Linked DNA regions of Mus musculus: region 1 is linked to region 2. The links are chromatin contacts, called in public HiChIP or PLAC-seq maps. All regions are on one chromosome and are shown on one strand. Each heading gives the region's core, a stretch centred on a gene start, on an enhancer-like site or on the middle of the called end of the contact. The rest is flanking DNA. Distances are from core to core; before and after follow the strand shown. Region 1 overlaps Gm31515 (a long non-coding RNA gene). Region 2 holds the start of Atp2b4 (ATPase, Ca++ transporting, plasma membrane 4).

Region 1 (2,700 bases), core at 40-2,539, 130 kb before region 2:
GCAGCACAGCCCGGAGTAGGAAGAGCTTATAGAGTGGTGTGGCCTGGTGGGTGCTTCTCTGAGACTCAAATGCCCTCCGCTCTGTCTGTTCCTGTTAGTCATGCTAGAAACATAAGCACAGAGGAAAGAGGGTGACAAACCAGAGAGTGACAGTGACCAGAGCAAGCAACCTTTTAAGAAAGGAAGACTATGTCCCTTTCTGTTGCTCCCAGGCTGATGGGTAGAAGTGGGGAGCTAACAAGGACAGGATCCCCTTGGGGATGCTCGTGGGGGTAGCTGAAGAAGAGCGAAGCCAGCAGCTTCCACAGGGGGAAGGACCTTGAGGAGGGGGTAGTAAAGAATAGTTTAAGGGTGCTTAATGGGCTTGAGGCTACACAATCTTCCCTTGGTCTCTGCCTTGAGAAGACACCATTGGGATGTTCCCTGACTTCAGGGTTTTAATCTTTTGGAAATGTGCAACAGGGAGGTTTGCTCTCCAGGGCCACAGCAGCAGGAGAGGCCCTGCCACTATCCCTGCTCCATGCTGAACTGCTCGGTGGCTCACACAGGTCCTTTGTCCTCTCTCCCTACTCCACCCAGGGGCAGAATGAAGTCCAGACAGTCTGCGCCTCAGCGCCCAGACTGCTTTCTACTTTTTAAGATTTATTTATTCATGTTTAATGGATGTGTAAACATGTGTGTTTGCACAAGTTTATGTGCACCGTGTGTATGCAGGTGCCCACAGAAATCAGAGGATATCAGGTCCCCTGGAACTGGAGTTACAGGCAGTTGTAAACCACCTGATATGGATGCTATGAACTGAATTTGCATATTCTGATGGCTCTTAATGCCTGAGCTACCCCTATCAGGGAGAGTGTTCAAAGACTTGAGATAATAGGCAGAGAGACCAAACTACTGATCCTCAGAGCAAGCTGGCGAAATCTCCCCAAAGACAAGTGTGTTGGACTTTCTGTCCCTGTGACAAAGCACTAGACATGAACAACCTAAGGGAGGGGAGATTTATCAGGAGTTTTAGTCTAAGGTCAGCTACATCCATTGCCTGAAGTGGGGCAGAATGGCAGTGACCATGTGTGGAGGAGGCTGCTCACCACAAGGCAGCCAGAAAGCAGAGACAGACAGACAGACAGACAGACAGACAGGAAGGGTCAGAGTCAAGATATAGCTCTTCAAAGCTGCATCCCCAGTGACATACTTCCTCCCAGCAGATTCACTCTCCATAGTGCCACCCCTCCTAACTGTCTATGCAAACTCTAACAATCTGATTGGAGGAATAAACCAGTGATTAGCTCAGAAGCATCCCTATCTAACTGTCTCTGGAACCGCCCTCGCAGACACACCCTGAGGTATGCCTCTCTCATCTTGCAATTGTTAAGGTAGCACGCAACAGTAACAGTAACCATGTTGCTGGGAGATTCATTAACTCAGTGACCAAGCGTAGCCTAGCACGGGCTGTGGCCCCAGTTCTGTCTCCAGCACCACAGAATAGGGAAGAGAAAGGAGGAGGTTAGCCTGGACTTCCCAGGGGTGAAGGCTGTATGGCTCAGGTCCAGCTACCTCAAAGGGACATCCACTGGGGCCAGGGACTCTCAGCCACCCCCAGAAGCTTCTGTTCAGGTGCCAGGATAAGGCACAGGAAAGTAAAGGAAGGGACAAGTGCCCACACAAACACCTCCCCAAGGAAGCAGTCTGTGGGGGCCATGGATGAAGTAGCCTCAAAATACAGAAGAACCCCTTTCCCACCCAGTGACTGTGGTACCCAGAGGAACCAAGGTTCCAGTCCCTCTCTCCTTCCCACCCTACAGCTCCAGGGCAAGAGCAGTCCTCTGCCCTGTGGGGCCCCTGCGGCTTCCTCTTCTCCCCTCCGGCCTGGAGATAGTTTTTTAACAGGCAGCCTGCTTTCTCATGCGCAATAAATGCCTCCCAGCAGAACCTGCTGCGCGCCTTTCCCACGTCAGTAATCAGCATACAGAACAAGCAGGCGAGTTCCCTCGCTCCCCCTCCCTCCCATCTCTCTCCTCTCTTTTTGCTTTTCCTCCTCCAGCCTTCTTCCCACCAATCAGAGTCTCTGCCACCTCCTGGGAAGCTGGGAAGGTTTATCATCAGACCAAGGTTGTCATAAGGAAAACAGGTTTATTTTCTTCGCTTTGAGAAGGTGCTGACGGGAAGACTGGGGAGGGTGTTCATGCCCCCCCTCCATGCCCGGACCCCAGTGCCTGAATCTGATGCTATCTTCTAGCTCATCTCCAAGTTGCCCCTCCGACCCACCTGCGTGGTCCTTATTTATGAATATTGGTGTCCCCCCAACCTGTCACTCCAAATCCTTTCCTCATTCTTAGCCTTTCACGTTCGTTCAGGACTTGGGAGTCATTCTGTGCCGGGAATCCTGGAGCTGAGGATATGAGACACAAGGGGAGGGATGTGCCACAGAGGCATGAATAAACCATTAAGATACAATGTGGTAACTGAGGCGACAGAGGCTCTCACGGCAGCAGCAGCACCCAGGGGAGCAGCTAGTCCGTGTGGGCGGAGAGATGAGAGATGGTATCCTGAAGGGAAGAGAACCCAGGGCAGAGTGCTCTGAAACAGGATGGCACTCCTGACCCAGGGTTGTGCAACCAGAGAGCCCAGCAGGGTGTGGGGCACAGCCAGAGCCAAGCTGGAGGTGTGGGGATATGGCCAGGGGCAGGCAGAACACAGGAC
Region 2 (2,700 bases), core at 120-2,619:
TGCTTAACTTGTTGTAAGTCGGGGTATTGGGGAGGTGGATGGAACATGCTGGCTGAGGGGCAGAAGTGGGATAACCTCCATTCCAGAGGAACCTGCCTGAAACAGGATTGGTTGAAATCAGTCAGGAGCTTTGGCCAGATGGGATTTCTGGAGAAAATAAATTGATAAAAAGAGCCAAGTTCTTCTCTGATGACTCAAGAGTTGTATTCACCTTCTAGAAGCAAAAAAAAAAAAAAAAAAAAAAAAAAAAAAAAAAAAAAAAAGCATTTGTTTATTACCTAGCCAATTGGAGTGCCTTGCCAGACCCTGGCAGCATCGACCAATTGCAGGGTGGTTATTTCACCAGAATGGGGCCCTACATACTTGAGCCTCTCCTATCGGAGGAGCTGATATATAACATGTAGCCAGCCCTTGTCTGCAGCTGAGCATAGGGCTCAGCTCAGTCTCTAAGCCACCTTCAGCCCCTCTCATCCCCACATACCCTTAGCTGTGCCTGCACACCCTAGCCAGTATGTGCTCCAGCTAACGTCTATCTTGCTGAGGGAAAAATGCCTACCTTTCTCTGATGTGTCACTATGCTAACATGAGCCCCTCTGGTTGCTCCCTTACCCTGAGGACAGTGTTGGGACCTGTCTATGGGCTGAACAGACTGTTCTCTTATCTCTCCTACACTGGAAAAACTTGAACACTCACTATCTTTCTTCCCAGAGCTCCACCTGGCCCTTATAGAAAAACTGAATCCACCCTGTGTCATAAACTGTTAGCGTGTTTCACTCTTTTCTTACCAGGAAAAGCCTCTGCGAGGGCTTAGCCTTGAGACCAAAATTTGGTGCCAGATAACTGCTGTAGGTTTCCAAATTTTCATACCACTGAAGGCTGAGTGTTCTAAGAGACCTTTTATCAGCCTGTCTTTCTGGATTGTAAATGTCTGTGTTGGGAGTAGAAGGTGCACAAGCAAGCCATGTTTCAGCCCCCTTGGGTCTAGATTCCTTTTCTGATTCTTCTCACATCTTACAGGTAAGGCCAGACTAATGTATCCTATAGGTCAGTCAGCCCATGAAGGGGAGGAGCATTAGAGGTTATAACCTTTTATATGCGAGTTCCTTGAGTTATTTTGTGTGCCTTGATTTGGAAGAAATAAGGCTTAAAGATGATGTTTCTGAGATAAATCCTCTACATTCCCAGCCAGCAGGCCTACCCAGGGCTTCCCATGAGCCTGGATACTGAGCTCAGGCCTCAGTTCTCAGTTCCGTTCAGCCACCAACTGTCATTTAAACCCTTCTTCTCGAGAGTACCTTGCAGATCCTGGATCCTCATGGCTGTTCTAATTGTTCCTTTTTGTCTTTTTTTTGCATCTCTATTCCAGAGGCCTAGCCCTCATCGTTATCCAGGGAGCCCTCCTCTTTTTCCTGACGCCAGCCTACCATCGTAATTGCTGATTGTTGCTAAGGTTGCTTCCATGGTAACATGCTTATCCTGTTTACACTTCTATATGGACAAGAAGTCTAAACTAGGAACCTACCTACTCTGGACAACCATTCCCATCTCCACCCAGAGGACACCAATCATCGTGACACCACGTCCATCTTTTACTAAGTTCCCCCAACCTCTTCCTCTTCTCACTAGTAGACTTAATACAGAAGCAAGGATCTAGGCCGGGTGTTGCTACTCTGAAACTTATTGCACGAGATATTGTCAATTTATCCCCTAACTGACCTCCCAGAGAAGAAAGAAGTGGGAAGAAACGGCGAATAGAAGGCAAGAGACACTGATCAGTTAGAGGGGAAACTCTACATCTTCTCTGGTTGAGAGTCTGGTAACTGAAGAAGGCAAAATGACGAATCCACCAGGACAAAGCGTGTCAGCCAACACAGTGGCTGAGAGCCATGAAGGGGAGTTTGGCTGCACCTTAATGGACCTGCGAAAGCTCATGGAGCTTCGTGGAGCTGATGCAGTGGCCCAGATCAGTGCCCACTACGGAGGGGTACAGGAAATCTGCACTAGACTGAAAACCTCCCCTATAGAAGGTAAAGGCCATTTCAAGGGTTGGGGATTGGGGGCAGTGAGTAGGATTTTGAAATATTTTTGTCTAGCTTCTAGGGAAAGTCCGGTTCTGGAGATCCAATAAGTTGTGTCTGGTCTGGTGGGGAGAGCACAGACCTCTAAAGCCGAGGTGGCCACTGAGGGAGGGCATGAAGAGCTTTCCTCCTCTACCACGTTTAGGAACTGTGATCTCTGAGTCATTCTCTCCTCCTACTTCTGTGTCGGTCCATCGTATGGAGGGTCCTTATTTATTATGTAGATGCACTTATCAGTATAGTCAATGTCCTCACTTAATTAGATTTTGATTACAGAAGAGCTTAAGATGGACATCTTCCTCACACTGATCTTAAAGCTCAATGGATGAGAAAAGACGACAGGAAGTAGTATTCCAGCCATCTGAGTACCTTACTGTACACAGAAATGGGTTGGCATATCATAAATATGTATTTGGATAAATTAATATTTTCTGTCTTGGAGTTTCTGATTTTTTTTAACCCTGTCTAATAAAAATTTTTCCCCACCATGTAGGGTCCAAACCCAGGGCTTTGTACAGCGCCCCGACATTAATCTGTAGCCTCAGCCCACTGTTTTGCTTTTTAATTTAAGACAGATTCTCAGTACATTGCCCAGAGTGGACTTGAGCTCACTCTACAGTAC

What was found. HiChIP or PLAC-seq counts read pairs in DNA pulled down with a chosen protein or histone mark.
Region 1: an H3K4me3 HiChIP or PLAC-seq map of fetal liver shows a contact between it and region 2, with 5 times the contacts expected there. The contact joins the enhancer-like site here to the promoter of Atp2b4 in region 2. A contact is called at or near these places in 10 of 15 datasets of contacts at CTCF or cohesin (CD8 T cells, the G1E-ER4 cell line, the NIH/3T3 cell line and 6 more), 299 of 484 Hi-C or Micro-C datasets (the 4T1 cell line, the 63-12 cell line, 8-cell embryo and 142 more), 70 of 115 datasets of contacts at active chromatin or transcription factors (the 230-238 cell line, CD4 T cells, CD4 single positive thymocytes and 45 more) and 7 of 9 other capture datasets (adipose tissue, embryonic stem cells, embryonic tail and 4 more).

The regions. Positions count from the first base shown.
Region 1 is chr1:133,886,475-133,889,174 of GRCm38.p6, reverse strand. The region is part of intron 2 of Gm31515 (a long non-coding RNA gene); the gene reads right to left. Among named protein-coding and RNA genes, the nearest start is that of Optc, 19 kb to the left of the region's middle. Within about 2 kb of position 1,289, at least 92 of the 459 cell types and tissues checked have an H3K27ac peak or open chromatin away from gene starts, as enhancers often do. A contact at or near this core is called in the CH12 cell line, DN3 thymocytes, the G1E-ER4 cell line and 25 more, where this site is marked.
Region 2 is chr1:133,752,416-133,755,115 of GRCm38.p6, reverse strand. It overlaps Atp2b4 (ATPase, Ca++ transporting, plasma membrane 4), which reads left to right and starts at 1,369. Exons shown (of 20, transcript NM_213616.4): 1 at 1,369-2,027. The coding sequence starts at 1,835.